Regions from separate parts of the Macaca mulatta genome. Here region 1 is linked to region 2. The links are chromatin contacts, called in public Hi-C maps. All regions are on one chromosome and are shown on one strand. The core of a region is the stretch at or near the end of the contact, and the rest is flanking DNA. Distances in the headings are between cores, read along the strand shown.

Region 1 (3,665 bases), core at 623-3,122, 72 kb before region 2:
TAAATATCACAGAGTAAAATTTCTTACCCCTGTTCTAGGAGAGATGATGTTCTTGGTGGGAGCATCTTCTTGGCTTCGACACATTCTTTTCTCCATGGGAGATGATGCCAGAAGAGGGACAGAATAGGGCCCTGTAAAGTATGGGGCCCAGGGCCTGGCACCCCCTGTTCAGGTGTGAGGACCGTCCTAGGAAGGCACCACCCAGGCATCATTAGACCATCTCAAAAGAAAAGTAATTCACTGTCCCAAAGCAGCGCTCTTGTGTCTGTGGGCGGCTCCCTTGGCAAGTTTACAATGAACTGAACTCGGCCAAACTTCCTGGAACCCAGAGAAACTTCAGCCTTGGGCAAAGGCCGTTTGGCCAGCATTTGCACTGTTTATGCAACCGTTTAGAATATACGAATTATCTGGAAACTACTACTAAATACAACACGCAAAACTGCAAATATGTATACTTCCTAGAGGATGATAAAAAAAATGTGAATTGTGTTTTCTCTGATAGAGGATGCATTAGAGTCTGAGGGTCTAAATAACATAAATAATAAATAAGTAAATAAATAGATAGTAGTGTACTCCAAACGAGGCTGGAATAGCTTCTATCGTTGTTTCACGCTGGACTTGAATTAAGTCTGAGTATTTTGCCATGCTCAGTACGAAATACTAGGCTGGACGTGGTGGCTTATGTCTGTAATCCCAGCACTTTGGGAGGCCGAGGTGGGCAGACTGGCTTGAGCTCAAGAGTTTGAAACCAGCCTGGGCAACATGGTAAAACCCCATCTCTACCCAAAATACAAAAATCAGCCAGGTGTGGTGCCACATGCCTGTGGTCTCAGGTACTTGGGAGGCTGAGGCAGCAGGATGACTTTTGAACCCAGGAGGTCGAGGCTGCAGTGAGCTATGATCGTGCCACTGCACTCCAGCCTGGGTGACAGAGCAATACCCTGTCTCAAAAATCAAATAAACAACCCCTTCGCCCCGGACTAAAGTAGTTTGTACTATTTTCTCATTTCATCAAAGTTTTTGAAATATTTCCCTTGAAAGGTAAGTCATATTTATCATTCCTGTTGTATGGAGACATCACAAATTATTTCACCATTCTACCCTCCTTGAGTGTTGTGGCCTTGGGGCCAGGCAAAAACGCAGGAGATGCCTAGAAGCCAACTAGTTGCCGTTTTGGTTATCTGTGGGGTTGTAGCGTTGCCAAACAGGAAAAATATAAAAAGAATACCGAATTCTGCCAACCAAATAAGAAACTATGTGCTAAGGACTAAAACAACTGCAGGGGAAGAAAAGGTGAGGCCAGGGATTGAGGTGTAGCGACTTTCTATGCCCTCAGAAAATTAAAAAACAAGACAAAAAAAAAAAAAAGAAAACTACAAAAGCATCCATCTTGGGCCGTCCTAATTTCTGAGTAACAAATGAGATGCTGTGGCGAAAGTCAGTCATAACCAATGACATTTCTAGACAAAGTGACTTCAGATTTTCAAGGCGTACCTTGTTTACATCATTTTGCCAATTTCGCGTCCTGCAACCGTCGGGCCACGCCCCCGTGAAAAAAAGGCTGTGTTTTTTTCCACATTTCGGGGTTCTGGACCTTTCCCGGCTGCGGGGCGGGGGGAAGTCTGAGGCGCACGCGGCCCCTTGGCCCCGCCCCCAGTCATTTCCTGCCACTCGCGTCCCGAGGCTGCCGCAGGGGGCGGGCTGAGCGCGTGCGCTGTGACTGGTTTGGGGCCAGAGTGGGCGGGGCGCGGAGGTCCGGCCTATAAAGTAGTCGCGGCGCCGTGGTACCGCTTTGCGGCGTAGTCTCCTGCAGCGTTTGCGGTCAGTCTCGCAATATTCGGAAGCAGGACCGCGGCGTGGCCTAGCAAGTCATGGCGATGAAGGCCGTGTGCGTGTTGAAGGGCGACAGCCCAGTGCAGGGCACCATCAATTTCGAGCAGAAGGCAAGGGCCGGGGCGGAGGCTTGTTTGCGAGGCCGCTCCCGCCCGCTCGTCGCCCCGAGCACCTGTGCTAGGAGCGGGTGGCCAGCCAGGCCTCGGGACCGCCCTGGTCCCGCGCCCGGCCTCGGCCCGTGCCGCCCGGTCGGTGCCTTTGCCCCCAGCGGTGCGGTGCCGGCTAAGTGCTGAGTCATCGGGCGGGCCCGGGTGCGGGGTGTGGGACCGAGGCCGCCGCGGGGCTGGGCCTGCGCGTGGCGGGAGCGCGGGGAGGGATTGCCGCGGGGGCGGGCGTGGGCGTGCTGCCCTCCGGGGTCCGTGGGCGGCCGCCGCGGGCTCTGTCGTGGTGCTTGGAGCAGCTGTGCTCCTCCCTTGCTTGGCTGTGTTCTCGTTCCTGAGGGTCCCGCGGACACCGAGTGGCGCAGTGACAGGCCCGGCCCGGGGTGGCGACTGCGCCTGGGCCCGGCTGGTGTCTTAGCATCCCTCTCCGCGTTCCGGCTTCAGCGCTCTGGGTCAGGGAGTCTCCGCTTTTGTACAGCTCTAAGGCTAAGTATGGTTTTTATATTTTTAAAAGGCTTTGGTAAACAAAAATACGCAACAGAGACCGTTTGTGTGACACTTTGCAGGAGTTTGTTGGCCTCTGTTCTAGGTCATGGTTGGGCTGCAAGGGCAGAGAAGGTAGCCTTGGATAGAGGTCCTTTTCCTCCTCCTAAGCTCCGAGAGCCAGAGTTTTAACTGACCGTTTTGGGGACTTTCGAGGGCAATGATTCTTAACTTTGGGTGCACAATTAGCTTATTTGAAGATCTTACTAAAAATACACCAGAGCCCAACCTCAGACCAATTACATCAAAACCTGTCCCAGCGCAGGTGATTATTGCTGTTTTTTAAGTTTCCAAATGTGATTTTGATGTGCACCTACGATTGAGGACTGTTGTTTGAGGACAGTGGGTGCGGTTTGGGATTTGGAAATTGGGAAGACCTGAAGTTTCCATTACACGGAATTGGTACTTAGTAACTCTTGTCGGAGCATTTCTTAAGCCACATTTTCTGTGAAGTGGCTTTAAAATTGCTCTGCCAGTAGGCAGGTTGCTAAGATGGTCAGAGACAAACTTCTGAACGACTCTTGTAAAATGTAGTACAGAAATATTTTCATAACTATTATCAGTAAAATTGCAAAACGTCTTGCAAGGAAGGTGCTTGTGATAACACTGTCCCCAGAGCCTTAGTGAAGTTACCAACTGGTGGAAAATTGTCTGGTACTCGGCTTAAAAGTCATGAGAGAATATTTATCATATGAATGAGATTCAGTCTTTAAAGGGGTTTACAGAAAGGTGAGAGGACAGGAACAGTTAGTCTGTGCAAGTGTCTGAAATGTGTATGAGGGAGATACGAGTTTAGCTTTTTTCTTTAATACGTCTCCAGATTTTCTGGAAAAGGTTCTTTGGCATTTGACTCCATTTTGCTATTTCATTTGTCAGACTTCGTTTTGTCCCTCTTTACTTATTCCCACATAATTCACTAGTACTAGTGCTGTGTTTTGTTTCTGAGACCGAGTCTTGCTCTCTTGCCCAGGCTGGAGTGCAGTGGCGCGATCTCGGCTCACTGCAACCTCCGCTTCCTGGGTTCAAGCAATTCTCCTGCCTCAGGCTCCCGGGTAGCTGGGATTACAGGCGCGTGCCACCACGCCCAGCTAATTTTTTGTATTTTAGTAGGGACCGGGTTTCACCATG
Region 2 (3,339 bases), core at 725-3,224:
GAGAAGGCGGGAAAGGAACAGAAACTTCCTGCCCTCATGGAGCCTGGAGTCAACATTCCAGTGAATTTTACCTTCACAAAACAATCAACTTCCAACCCTAAAATAGTTGGAGCATTATCACAAATTCTCTGGCGATCAAAAACTAGGACATATTATTTTTATTGTTTTGAAAATCATCACTACTGAACTTTTACAAGACACTGTCCATTACCAGCTGCAACTACTGCAGTTAGGGCATTTTATTTACCCATCAATTGAAGAAAATCATTTTTAGGGTAACTTATATGGCAATAAATTGTCTCAACTGCAGTGTAATTGGAGAGTCCCATATATTATAGCACCGCAAATCTAAAGGAAAGTTATTGCACCATAATTGTTACAAGTAAACCTACAAAATCTGTGAGATGCAGCACGTTTTTAATGCCACATCCACACATCTCGAACTACTACATTTGATTTTTCAATGTTGCTTTATCTTTGGTACTTGGAAAGGGAAGACAATACAGCTCAACCCATGACAATAGTTCCCATTCTGTAACCGCATTTTAAATCATCAATAGCCAAGTCTCCTCCTCCCAAATCGATTCTGACAAATAGGATGTATGGACTCTACACTCCAAAAGCAACACCTGGAATGATCAGAGAAACAACTAGAGAACTTTAAGGCCGCAGGCAGCTTTGTTCCCGGTTTGGAGAGGTTTTCACATGTAAATGTCCTCGTAGAAGGGAGCGGAGGATTAACTACCTCGGGAGGGGTGCGAGGGTAGGGAACTGGAGGACAACGCCAGCCTTCTAGCGGACTAAGGCGGAGCGAATACTCTTCTCTCCCATTCAACTTTTTAGGCGTCACGTTGGGGCTATAGAGCCTATAAGAGGGTTATGTTCACGACTTTAAATTATTATAACGAGCCACCCCCTCTCCGTTTATTAGCCCTATTTCCCAAGTGCGTGAATCTCGGAGAAGGGGGATGAACACCCTCTCCAACTCCTCCCAGACCCGGGATCAGAGTCCAGTCGTCGACGCGCCGCGGCCTGAGCAACAGGAGAGCTGAAGCCACCGCTCCGCCAGCCCCACGACCGGCAGATGCTCCCGTTCCCCCGCCCCCAACCCCACGCGCCCGCCCGCGCTTCTTTCTTAGCCCCTTGCGGGCTCCCAGCACTGCGAACCCGACAACGGGGCTCGCGGAAGAGACAGCGAGGGCGCCCGGACCCAAAAAAGGGACAAGTTAGAGGAACGGGCACAGACTTGGGCTAGGGGAGGCCGCAAGGGGGCGAGGGGGGGAAGCCCGAGGTCGCCGTCCGGGGGTGGGCAGTGGGGGGAGGGGTGCAGGGTCAGTTCCCGTGGTCGCCGCGACCTCTCCCGGGCCACAGGCCCCGCTCCGTGCAGGCCCCGCCGCCCCGGAACCGGGGCAGGAAGCGTCCCCACCCGGACCAAAGCTTTAAACCTCAGGCGGCGGGAGAAACGGGCCCCGGCTCCCGCAGCAGGCCCGGCACCCCCCTGCCCCGAGCACCCCTTACCTCCTGGTTGAAGGCGTTGACGGCGTCCATGTTCGCGCTGCGGCGGCGGCTGTTCCGGGCCCGCCGGTCACATAGACCTCGCGCCGCGGCGGAGCGGGGCCGGGAAACCAACCGGGCCTGGTGGCTGGGGGGAGGCGACGAGCGGCGGAGCCCGAGGCCCGGGCAGGAAGAGGCTGCGGCCGAAGCGGCGAGGCGGGCGGCCGAGGCAGAGGCGAAGAGGTGGCGGGCCCCCTCTCAGTCCCGTTCGCAGGATGAGGAAAAGGAGGCGGCGGCAGCGCCGGTCTTCAACATGTCCGTTTGGTGGTGGCGGCTGCGCTCTGCGTCTCGCTGACACGGCCCCCCGCGCCCTCACGCACTGGCTCACACTGGCCCGGCCGGCGAGCGGGCGGGCCTCTCTCTCCCTCTCTCCAGCGGGATGGCGGCAGCTGCCCGAGTCCACGCCGCGCGGGGCACCCTGGGACGGCTCAGGCCTCCCGGCGCTTCCTGTGCCCGGCGTCTGCCCCGCCCCGTTGCGCTGGCCCCGCCCCCTCCCCGCCTCGTCCCGCCCTGCGCCGCCCCGCGTGCCTGGCTGCTGGCGCGTGACGCCGGGACGCCGGGCGCTTTCCCGCCAGCGGCGGCCGCGGGCCGGGGAGACGGCCTGGCACCGAGGCCAGGCCCGGGCGGAGGGCGCCGCAGAGCGCGGGATCCTAGGGCTGCGAGGGTGACCTAGAGCAAGACCTGGCGCACGCGCGCTCCGCTCGACGCGGTGCTCCCGGGTGCGTCTGTGCGAAATGTTCGGCCCTAACCGGCCCTGCACCCAGCGGGGGCGGCGGGCATGGAGCCGCTCGCTCTCCGCTGCCGCGAACAAAGGGCGCAGGATTTAACCTCGGCCCTCTGGGCGTGCCTTTGCAGGCCCTCGTGCGCTCTGCTGGGGAAAAGAAAAAAAAGCTTTAGCCAATGCCAGTGCAGCTGTGTGCCCGCTGTAGTTGTGCAGGTTAATTCTGCGCGAGCTAAAACACCAAGAAAGACGTGCAGGCACTGGATATCCACGCAGGCCTTAAGGAACGCCTGTGCAGCCTTGTGCCACGAGAGGAGTGGATTCACTAACTTTCACGCTGATTCCTCAAACCAAGTTGTTTCATTTTTGGCCAAAACTGTTTATGCTGATCACTTTCCTTGAGTACCTACTGGCTGCCTGGTGTTAGGGACAGGGAATAAAAGATAATTGTTTTGCCTGAAAACACCACAGTTTAGTGCAGAGGACAGGCAACTGAGCAGATACTTATAAAAGCATGCTTAGTGTTACGGCAGAGGCCCTGGGAAACAAGAAAGATGCGCCTCCGACAGGAAGTCCAGGAAAGCTTCCTAGAGGAAGTGGCACCTGAGCTACATCTGGAGGGAGGAGAGGCCTACAGAGCCTGATGAGGACTGCCACCATCACCTCCCCGAAGGAGGACCAGCTGGAGCTTAGGAGCAAGGTGGACTGAGAGACGAGAGTGAGACCAGATCCTAAAGAGGCTTTGCTCTTCCAGAGTTTGGATTTTGCCCCCTTAAGGCAGAGGGGAGCCCTTGAAAGGGGAAGGTGGAGTGATGGATGCAGTGTTCTCAGAAGGATGGTGCAAAGTAGTAAGAGGGGACAGGGAAAGAATGGCCCTAGCCCCCCGGGAAAATGAGGACTGAAGGTGGTGGCGATGGAGAAGGAAGGACAGATGTTTAGGAAGTGGAGTGGAAGGGCCAAGGCAGAATAACTGTGAGGTTAATAAAGGGGGTGTCCAGGAGGAGGCCCAGAGCCTGACTTGATGAATGACATGGGTGGTGGGTTTATGAGTCAACGTAGGGAAT

Evidence for each region. Hi-C and Micro-C count contacts between places; a contact is called where the count stands out from the background.
Region 1: a contact with region 2 is called in a Hi-C map of liver, with 2.5 times the contacts expected there. The contact joins the promoter of SOD1 here to the promoter of SCAF4 in region 2. A contact is called at or near these places in 3 of 14 Hi-C or Micro-C datasets (blood, cortical neurons and liver).

Annotation. Positions count from the first base shown.
Region 1 is chr3:15,682,838-15,686,502 of T2T-MMU8v2.0, reverse strand. It overlaps SOD1 (superoxide dismutase 1), which reads left to right and starts at 1,872. Exons shown (of 5, transcript NM_001032804.1): 1 at 1,872-1,943. The coding sequence starts at 1,872.
Region 2 is chr3:15,610,842-15,614,180 of T2T-MMU8v2.0, reverse strand. It overlaps SCAF4 (SR-related CTD associated factor 4), which reads right to left and starts at 1,974. Exons shown (of 18, transcript XM_077995859.1): 1 at 1,519-1,974. The coding sequence starts at 1,548.